Regions from separate parts of the Bicyclus anynana genome. Here region 1 is linked to region 2. The links are chromatin contacts, called in public Hi-C maps. All regions are on one chromosome and are shown on one strand. The core of a region is the stretch at or near the end of the contact, and the rest is flanking DNA. Distances in the headings are between cores, read along the strand shown.

Region 1 (4,101 bases), core at 283-2,782, 130 kb after region 2:
GAAAGTTTACATCGATTTCCACACAAAAGATGAACAAACAAAAATCTACGGTTTTTTAAAGTTTCCCCCGATTTTTCCAATATCCCAGCATCAGACTCTGACATGATGATATTGGGACCACCTCAGGAGTCCCTTTCAAACAAAAAAAGAAATATCCAAATCGGTTTAGGCGTCATCGAGTACCTACTTTAAGTGTGAGAGTATTTTTAGTGAAGCATTGAAGTGTCTGACAAAAGTTCTGGTCAATGTCATGATAGTCATCATTATCAACCCATATTCGGCTCACTGCTGAGCTCGAGTCCCCTCTCAGAATGAGAGGGGTTAGGCCAATAGTCCACCACGCTGACCCAACGCGGATTGGCAGACTTCACATTCGCAGAGAATTGCAGGTTTCCTCACGATGTTTTTCCTTCACCGTTTGAGACACGTGAATTTATTAAAATGCACACAACTGCAAAGTTAATGGTGCATGCCTGGCTTTATATTTTCATTAATATAATTATAAATAGCTAAGATAGACCAATTAAAAATGAATTAAGTAAAAACGTCAAATTAAAATAAGATAATAATGGAGCCCCTCGTATTTTCATTTCTCTATTGACAACAACATCAAACGTAAGTACATAATTATAACAGAATTAACGAAACATGATGTAGGTACAAAAATAAATTAAATTATTAAGAATACATTGCAAACGGTTAAGATAAAATTCATTAGTATTGATGGTGATTTCAATGTAAAAGTCAACACATTCTTGTATTTTCCCCTGGTGCTGCCCCTAGCGGATTTTTTAAAAACTTATAAAGAAATTGCTCATTCCGCGAGTGTAGTAAAAGCGCCATCTTTTGTTAGCGAGTTAAACTAGCTCGTAGATGAATATCAACAGAATAAATTTTCTCAAGGGTTTGCATAGAGACCTCTCAGAAGTTTAAATACTCTCCGTTAGGGGACACAACGGTGTAAAAATCATAAAATCATAAATGTGTGAAAATCGTAAATACTTATTACGACTTATTGTATAGGGCGTCGTATTGAGATTAAAGGCCCATTAAAATAATGCATATGTTAGCTAAAATTTTATGGTTTATATGTTAAGTATATTGAATGTTTGACAAAATACAAAAATCACTACCTTCCTTCTTCACCTTCGGTGCAATTTAGAAAATAGATAGGTAATTATTTTTGAATAGTTGTTCCACATAATGAAAGTTAAATTTTTTGTACTTACCTACTGCAAAGAAAATTTTGACTTGAATACTATACGTATAGCTTTAAAATTGCTTCCATAGTGGGGTGTCATTCCAAAAAAATTAATGTACGAAAGTCGGGGGATACAGTTTGCTATTGTAGCTACGTACCTAATAGAAGTTCGCGCGATGAATAGATACTCGTAGGTACCTGTGCATGAAAATTTTCAGTACGGAGCAGATAAATCAAGACTAGCGGGAAACATTAGGTGTTAATGCTGCTACATTTTCTACAATTGCACGTTGGTGTGATGAGTTTAAGCGAGGAAGATCTTCCACCAATGTCGATCCACGCTCGGGACGCCCTATGCCAGCAGTAGGTACCAAAAGAAATAGATAAGAAATACATGTGTATAGGACGAGATGGTCAAATAAAATCCGATATCTTGGACTCAACTGTATTGGTGGTAAATAACAAACAGAGACGCGTCTAACAGTGTCCAGTTAATAGGCCAGAATGAAATTATCAATTTATGACTTGCAAAAAATACCAATAACCCCTGTCCAGAGACTTTACGCTGACGTGCAACTGCGTGATTGCTCCATTATTTAAAACAGGCGTTTCGGTCGTAGACAACATGTTATCAAATCGTCGTACCTATTACTGTTTGTTTTATAGCTGATAAAGTAAAGATTTCGACAGGGAGTGTCCATAATAACACGAATTGAATTGAATTATTTAGGTATGAAAAAAGTATCAACGCGCTGGGTGCCTAGAATGCTTTGTTCGTCGCCAAGGAAGGCCACGATCTCGGGTCACAACTGAAAGGCAGGATCGATTCATCGTGACGACCAGCTTGAGAAATCGTCACCTTACTGTACCTTCACGGTTTGATCTGGACAAAGACTTTTTTCGAAAAAGAATTTTATATTTAGGAAAAAGATATGCCAATTGTATAGGTACCTACTCCTAAGGCTACCAGTCCACTGAGAGCTGAGAAACGGAGAAATTTTTAAGGGACAGGGACTTGCGAGCTAGTTTAAAATTCATATAAAACCGGCATGCGGAGCGGGGAAATGGAACGGGGTTAAATAAATTAAATTTAACATTTATTTATTTATTTTAAGTCTGCAACTCCGCTCCGCATCCTCGCTCCGCTTCGATGGACATACACAATTTGTAACTCCGCTCTGCATTAGTCCGTTTCTCCGCTACGCTCCCTCGCTCCGCTTTGATGGATAGGCAGCCTTAAAGGTGACGTTGAAATATAAAATATCATTCAATAAAAGATAACTGCATGTTAGTCATTCTCACTAGGTACTTAATGAACACCGTAGTAGTTCTCTCCTATAAAAAAAAACAAATTATCTTCTATGTACCTAACTACATACACAATTGGACCTGCTACATTTATTATAAGTAGGTATAGATAGAAATAGATACATAAAAAAAGAACTTTTTTGTCTGGGTGCAATCCCTTACTTAGATACGTACGACCACTATAAAGAAACCTAAGCCTTTATGTTTATTTTTTTTTTACTTACTACAAAGATAAATAAATAGATAGATAGAGATTCTTCCACAAACACGGCGATACTCGTACGTCTATATCTCAAACAGGCTTCCTTTTTTAACCGACTTCAAAAAAGTAGGAGGTTCTCAATTCGTCTGTATGTTTTTTGTTTTGTTAATTATTTCATTCATTCATTCACAACCCATATTCGCCTCATTGTTGAACACGAGTCTCCTCTCAGAATGAGAGGGGTTAGGCTCTAGTCCACCACCAGACTTCACATACGTAGAGAATTGAGAAAAATATCAGGTATGCAGGTTTCCTCACGATGTTTTTCCTTCACCGTTTGAGACACGTGATTAATTTCTTAAAATGCATATACTTACTTAACTGAAAATTTAAAAGTGCATGCCCTTTTCCGGATTCGAAACCACGGCCTCCGAATCGAAGGCAGAGGTCATTACCACTAGGCTACCACGACTCTTAATACCTAATAATAGTTAATTAATACGCATAAAATGAATATCCACCTATCTAACAGCGTTCCAATATTTAACACTCAGGTTAGTCACTCAGCAATCACGCACCCACAACCCTAAATCAATTATGATGCTAATTGTATTCAAGTTGTCTCGTCACTCAAGTGCTTACCGTGTTCTCGTATCTTGACTTCTTGAGACGTAAGGACCCACGGACTTATATTTATCTAGATACCGCTGATTCGATTATGGAATTAAACTGTATTCTTTTTTCTATGCTTACAATGAATGACCTAATGGTATTTTTTATTAAGTAACTAAAAGTTACCTCCAAGAACTGAGCATCAAACAGCGTCTTTCTTCCATAGTCCAATGTCGAATACTGACTTTCTTTGGTCATATTACACGAAGAGATTACATGTCCATAGAGAGACTTGACTGAACTCAGGAATGAGGAGATCCGCAGACGAACCAAAGTCACTGACATAGCTCAGCGAGTCGCGAAGCTGAAGTGGCAATGGGCGGGCCACACAGTTCGAAGAGCCGATGGACGTTGGGGTCCCAAGGTGCTGGAATGGCAACCCCGCACCGGAAAGCGCAGTGTAGGGCGAGGGCACTAGGTGGACCGAGGATATCAAGCGGGTTGCAGGGAGCCGCTGGATGCTGGCGGCTCGAGATCGTTGTGCTTGGAGGTCCATGCAAGAGGCCTATGTCCAGCAGTGGACGTCTATCGGCTGATAAGGTAAGGTAAGGTAAGAGAGACTTCTGGTGCAAAGAAAGATGGAGGGCACAAGAGCGCGTGGCAGGTCACCAATGCGCTGGACTGACCAAGTAAAAAACGCTCTCCATGGATCAAGAGGAATGGCGGCGGATAGTGAGGCTTGCCACCACACCCAAATGACGACCACGACCACTCTGTC
Region 2 (3,994 bases), core at 1,246-3,745:
TTGAAGCAGAACATAGCCTACTCTTATCACGTAAAAATCAATGGTTTCCGCGGGATTTGTAAAAAAACAGAATTTCACATAAATGAAGTCTGTGTCTCGTGTAGAATATTCAAAATATAAAAAAACGGAATGTACATAAACGTGATATTTTTATACCCGTATATGCATATAAATTATAGAGTACTGGTAAATCAGATTGCGGAGTAAATCTATATGAGTGACAATGATGTAAATAAAGACAATGAAAATTCATGTCGATATCGAAAGTACACAAACATTTAAGAACTTTACTGGTTTATTTAAACTAGGTACTGTAAGTCTTCTTCGTACCTACTTATCTAATATATAATCGCGGCGTTTGTTACTAATCTCCTCCTAAACGGCTAGACCGATTTTAATGATATTTTGTGTGCATATCGAAATATTTAGAATCCAAAGTGAATAATTTATAAGGTAAAAGACCGGCCAAGTGCGTATCGGGCCACGCGCACCGCGCAGTGTAGGGTTCCGTAAATAAAGTTAGCACTTGAATCCCTTTTGTAATGCACAAAAATATCGATAACGATACCCCACACCATGGGATAGACTAGACTAACATAAAATTCATCCTCACTTTGTATGTAGGAAAAGAACCCCAATTTTTTTTTAATTTTTCATCCTACTACTTTATAGACATAATTAATACAGATACCCATACTAAATTTCAACATTCTAGTTTTAACAGACTCTGAGTAATATGTCTGGCAACTTTTACTTAACAACAGAGTTAATATGCAATTTTTGAGTTTTTTAAGTTGGTCCACTTTTATCTTTTAAATTAAAATTGTACTTAAGTATCTGTTAAAGTTTTCCTTGTAATTTCGTTGTATATGCTACTTTTGTGGTTTTTTCACGTAACCATAAATAACCGTTTAGCCGATAGAGGGTGGAGACACTTGACTCTTACAAAAATAAGCTCATGAAAGCTTAATATTTTACAAATGGATCCCTAAATCGAAAATAATTTGACAGTGTAGGTCTTTGAAAGATATGAGGGATCATATCTTTCAAAGAGCTACGCTGTCACACATATTAATCAATAATATACAGATGGAGCGTACGGTACACGACGATGTCGTAGCCGCTCCAAATACAAAGTTCAAAAAGTCATATATTCTCGAGTCGGTACGATACGAACCGTCGCATCAGTAATTTTCAATATTATTCAAGAAAAAATGGCGTATTAACTTTTTAAATCTTTTAAAAACTGTTCACAAAAGCTAAAGAAATAAGATTGAGTATTTTTTTATTAATAATTATTGATTATTAAATTAATTTACGTAATAATTGTTAGTGTTAAATTTTGAAATACAGATTCTGAAAAAAGTTTGTAGCGTTTGTCAAGGAGACGCGAAGTTTGTTTTTTTTAAGCTTTTGCATGTAAAGACTCTGGTAACTCTCTGGTAAAACAAAACTATAATCAGAATTTTCAAATATATATTTTTGGTTACCCTACCTACCAAAAACTACTAAACCAATTTTTATTAGATTTCTATTAAAATGCAGAAATTTGTATTAAATGTTTTTTGATGTAAAGCATCAATTTCATTAAAATTATATTTTATTACTAATAATTTAAAATGACATAAATTTATCAGTTTTAATTTATTTAGTATAGCGACATCTAGCGGTGAACGGAGAAACTTAGTATATAACTTTGCAGCTTACTATGTAGTTTGTTAGACTTCTTATAGATGGCGCTGCATGAAAAACTCATGCGCATGTTGCTAGTTTTACTATTATTACATAGGTGGCGCTATGGGCATACATTTTACAACTTAAATAATTTATTAAAAATGCTATTTTGAAAAGATATCTATTATTTAATAGTTCACCGATAATGATATTATAGTCTCGAACAGAATATAACGACAGATATTTATCTTGATATTATTACTATATAGAGAAACTAACAACGATTTCGAAGGCAAGTTCTGAGCAAATCCGGCAATAAGCTCAACAGATCTTTTAAAATAATCATTCTTACAATGTTTATTGTTATCAGTACATAAAATATAAATCAATATTAGATACTTGCGTAAATAAGAAAGTCTTAACTAATGACCAAAGGTTTTGTCATTCTTAGTCTTAATACTACGGTAAGAGACTCACACCGAGAAAGACGTGGGTTCGATCCTGCCGGCTGCCCGCTGAACTATGGTCGTGCCTCTCTTAACACAATCTATGCTGGGGGACTAATACTAATTGGAGGGGAACGGAATGATTATTCCTAGTTAAAATACATGACAAATTAAAAAAAAATACAAAATCATCAATTATTATAGCTTGATGTAATAAATGTGTTGGAATACATTGTTTAGTTGTGGTTATGGATAAGGTCCATAACTCTAAAAACATCATTCTCAACATGTATGAAGAAAGTAGGCGTACCGCTCAAGTAAAGGGGCGTATAGAGAACTTCTAAGATGTGGGCGGGACACAAAGAGGCTAATCTTCTAAGAAAGGAGGCGTGCGAGGGCGGCGGACTCGCGGACTATTGGCACAGGCTTTGTTGGGAAATGTATTGCCTCCTTAACAATTCTTTGTACTAGATACTTAGGATGCTTCCTCCTTATAAATGTTTAGTTGTAGCTACCTAAGATACTGAACATATCTAGTAAGCAGGCCAATAGTTTTTAAATGTAAATAACCCTCCGTTCTCGTGAGAATACGTGGATAAAATATAGCCTATGACACTCGCAAATAACGTGGCTTTTTACTGGTAAAAGAATTTTCAAAATCAGATCAGTATAGATTACCCCCTACAATACCATCTTTTGTACGTTATTTTGGCGGAACTTTAATTAAAAGGATTATTTTTGCCCGTTTTCGCCAATTTTTTAATGTTGTAACATTTAAACTCTTCAATATAGTCGCTAGTCGGACTAATATAGTCTAGCAAAAGTTTTAGTAAGGTGGCTTTCGCCTTACATTCAACGACTGACGATGGACTATAATTGGCTACTTTCGCCCTGCGATAGGGCAAATTAAGTACCTACTTGTGATACTAGGTATTACCTATACCTTTTGACGTCAATACCATAATAGACTGCATTGTCATTTAGTATCAAGTGACATTGCTGTCAAGGCCTAACTTGTACCTATGACATGTAAGGCCGCTATTTTAGACTGCATTTTACCATTAGGTGAGAATACATACAAGGGCTAACTCATCATAGATTCTTTTTAACATAAAAATGGAACCGACTTCAAAGACGTATTTCAGTTATTTTGATTTTAACACAAAATTACTAAACCGATTTCCATGAAATAAATTGGATCAATTTGAAAGTAAGTATATACAGTCAAACAAAATAATTATATACAAAATTTGTAATTAAAATGACAAAGTTTTGAGATAACAAACATAAAAAAGACTCATCGAATTTAGAACCTCCTCTTTTTTGTGAAGTGGGTTAGAAATAGTTAAATATATTCCAAGAGGGACCCCTGATGAGACCAGACGGGCAATCAGTCCTAGAACGGACTATACCACCCAATTTCCGTGTTAATATCATAAACTAAGGACTATTCCTCCAAATTTCCATGTTAGTATCCTAATGTAAGGACTATTTCACCCAATTTCCGTGGCAGTATCCTAATGTATCCTTACCTAGTAACTCGCGTTTCACCAGCGTGATTATAAAGTGGTAGCTGGTCTCCTCCTCACGTCAACCTGGACATGATAGATTTTTTTTTAATTTTCATTATCTTCAGGTGCCTATTGAGCAGACAATATATAGTTGTCATGCCTGCTACCAGTACTATATAGATTTTGCTATATAGTTTTTTTTTTCTGTATCTACCTACAATTAGTTAGCACTTGACCAAAATCTCACCTGATGGGAAGTGTTGCTGCAATCTTGGATGGAAGCGGGCTAAATTGTTCGGAGTAAGGTGAAAATCCACACCCTTTTTGGTTACTACACGACATCGTACAGTAACGCTAAATCGC

What was found. A called contact is a pair of places that touch in the nucleus more often than the background predicts.
Region 1: a contact with region 2 is called in a Hi-C map of whole body, with 5 times the contacts expected there. The contact joins two enhancer-like sites. A contact is called at or near these places in 2 of 2 Hi-C or Micro-C datasets (whole body and whole larva).

What each region holds. Positions count from the first base shown.
Region 1 is chr21:7,490,314-7,494,414 of ilBicAnyn1.1, forward strand. No RefSeq gene overlaps it. Among protein-coding and RNA genes, the nearest start is that of LOC112058384, 6.7 kb to the right of the region's middle. Within about 2 kb of position 1,533, at least 7 of the 8 cell types and tissues checked have open chromatin away from gene starts, as enhancers often do.
Region 2 is chr21:7,354,361-7,358,354 of ilBicAnyn1.1, forward strand. The region is part of intron 1 of LOC112058346 (homeobox protein prospero); the gene reads left to right. Among protein-coding and RNA genes, the nearest start is that of LOC128199286, 11 kb to the left of the region's middle. Within about 2 kb of position 2,496, at least 2 of the 8 cell types and tissues checked have open chromatin away from gene starts, as enhancers often do.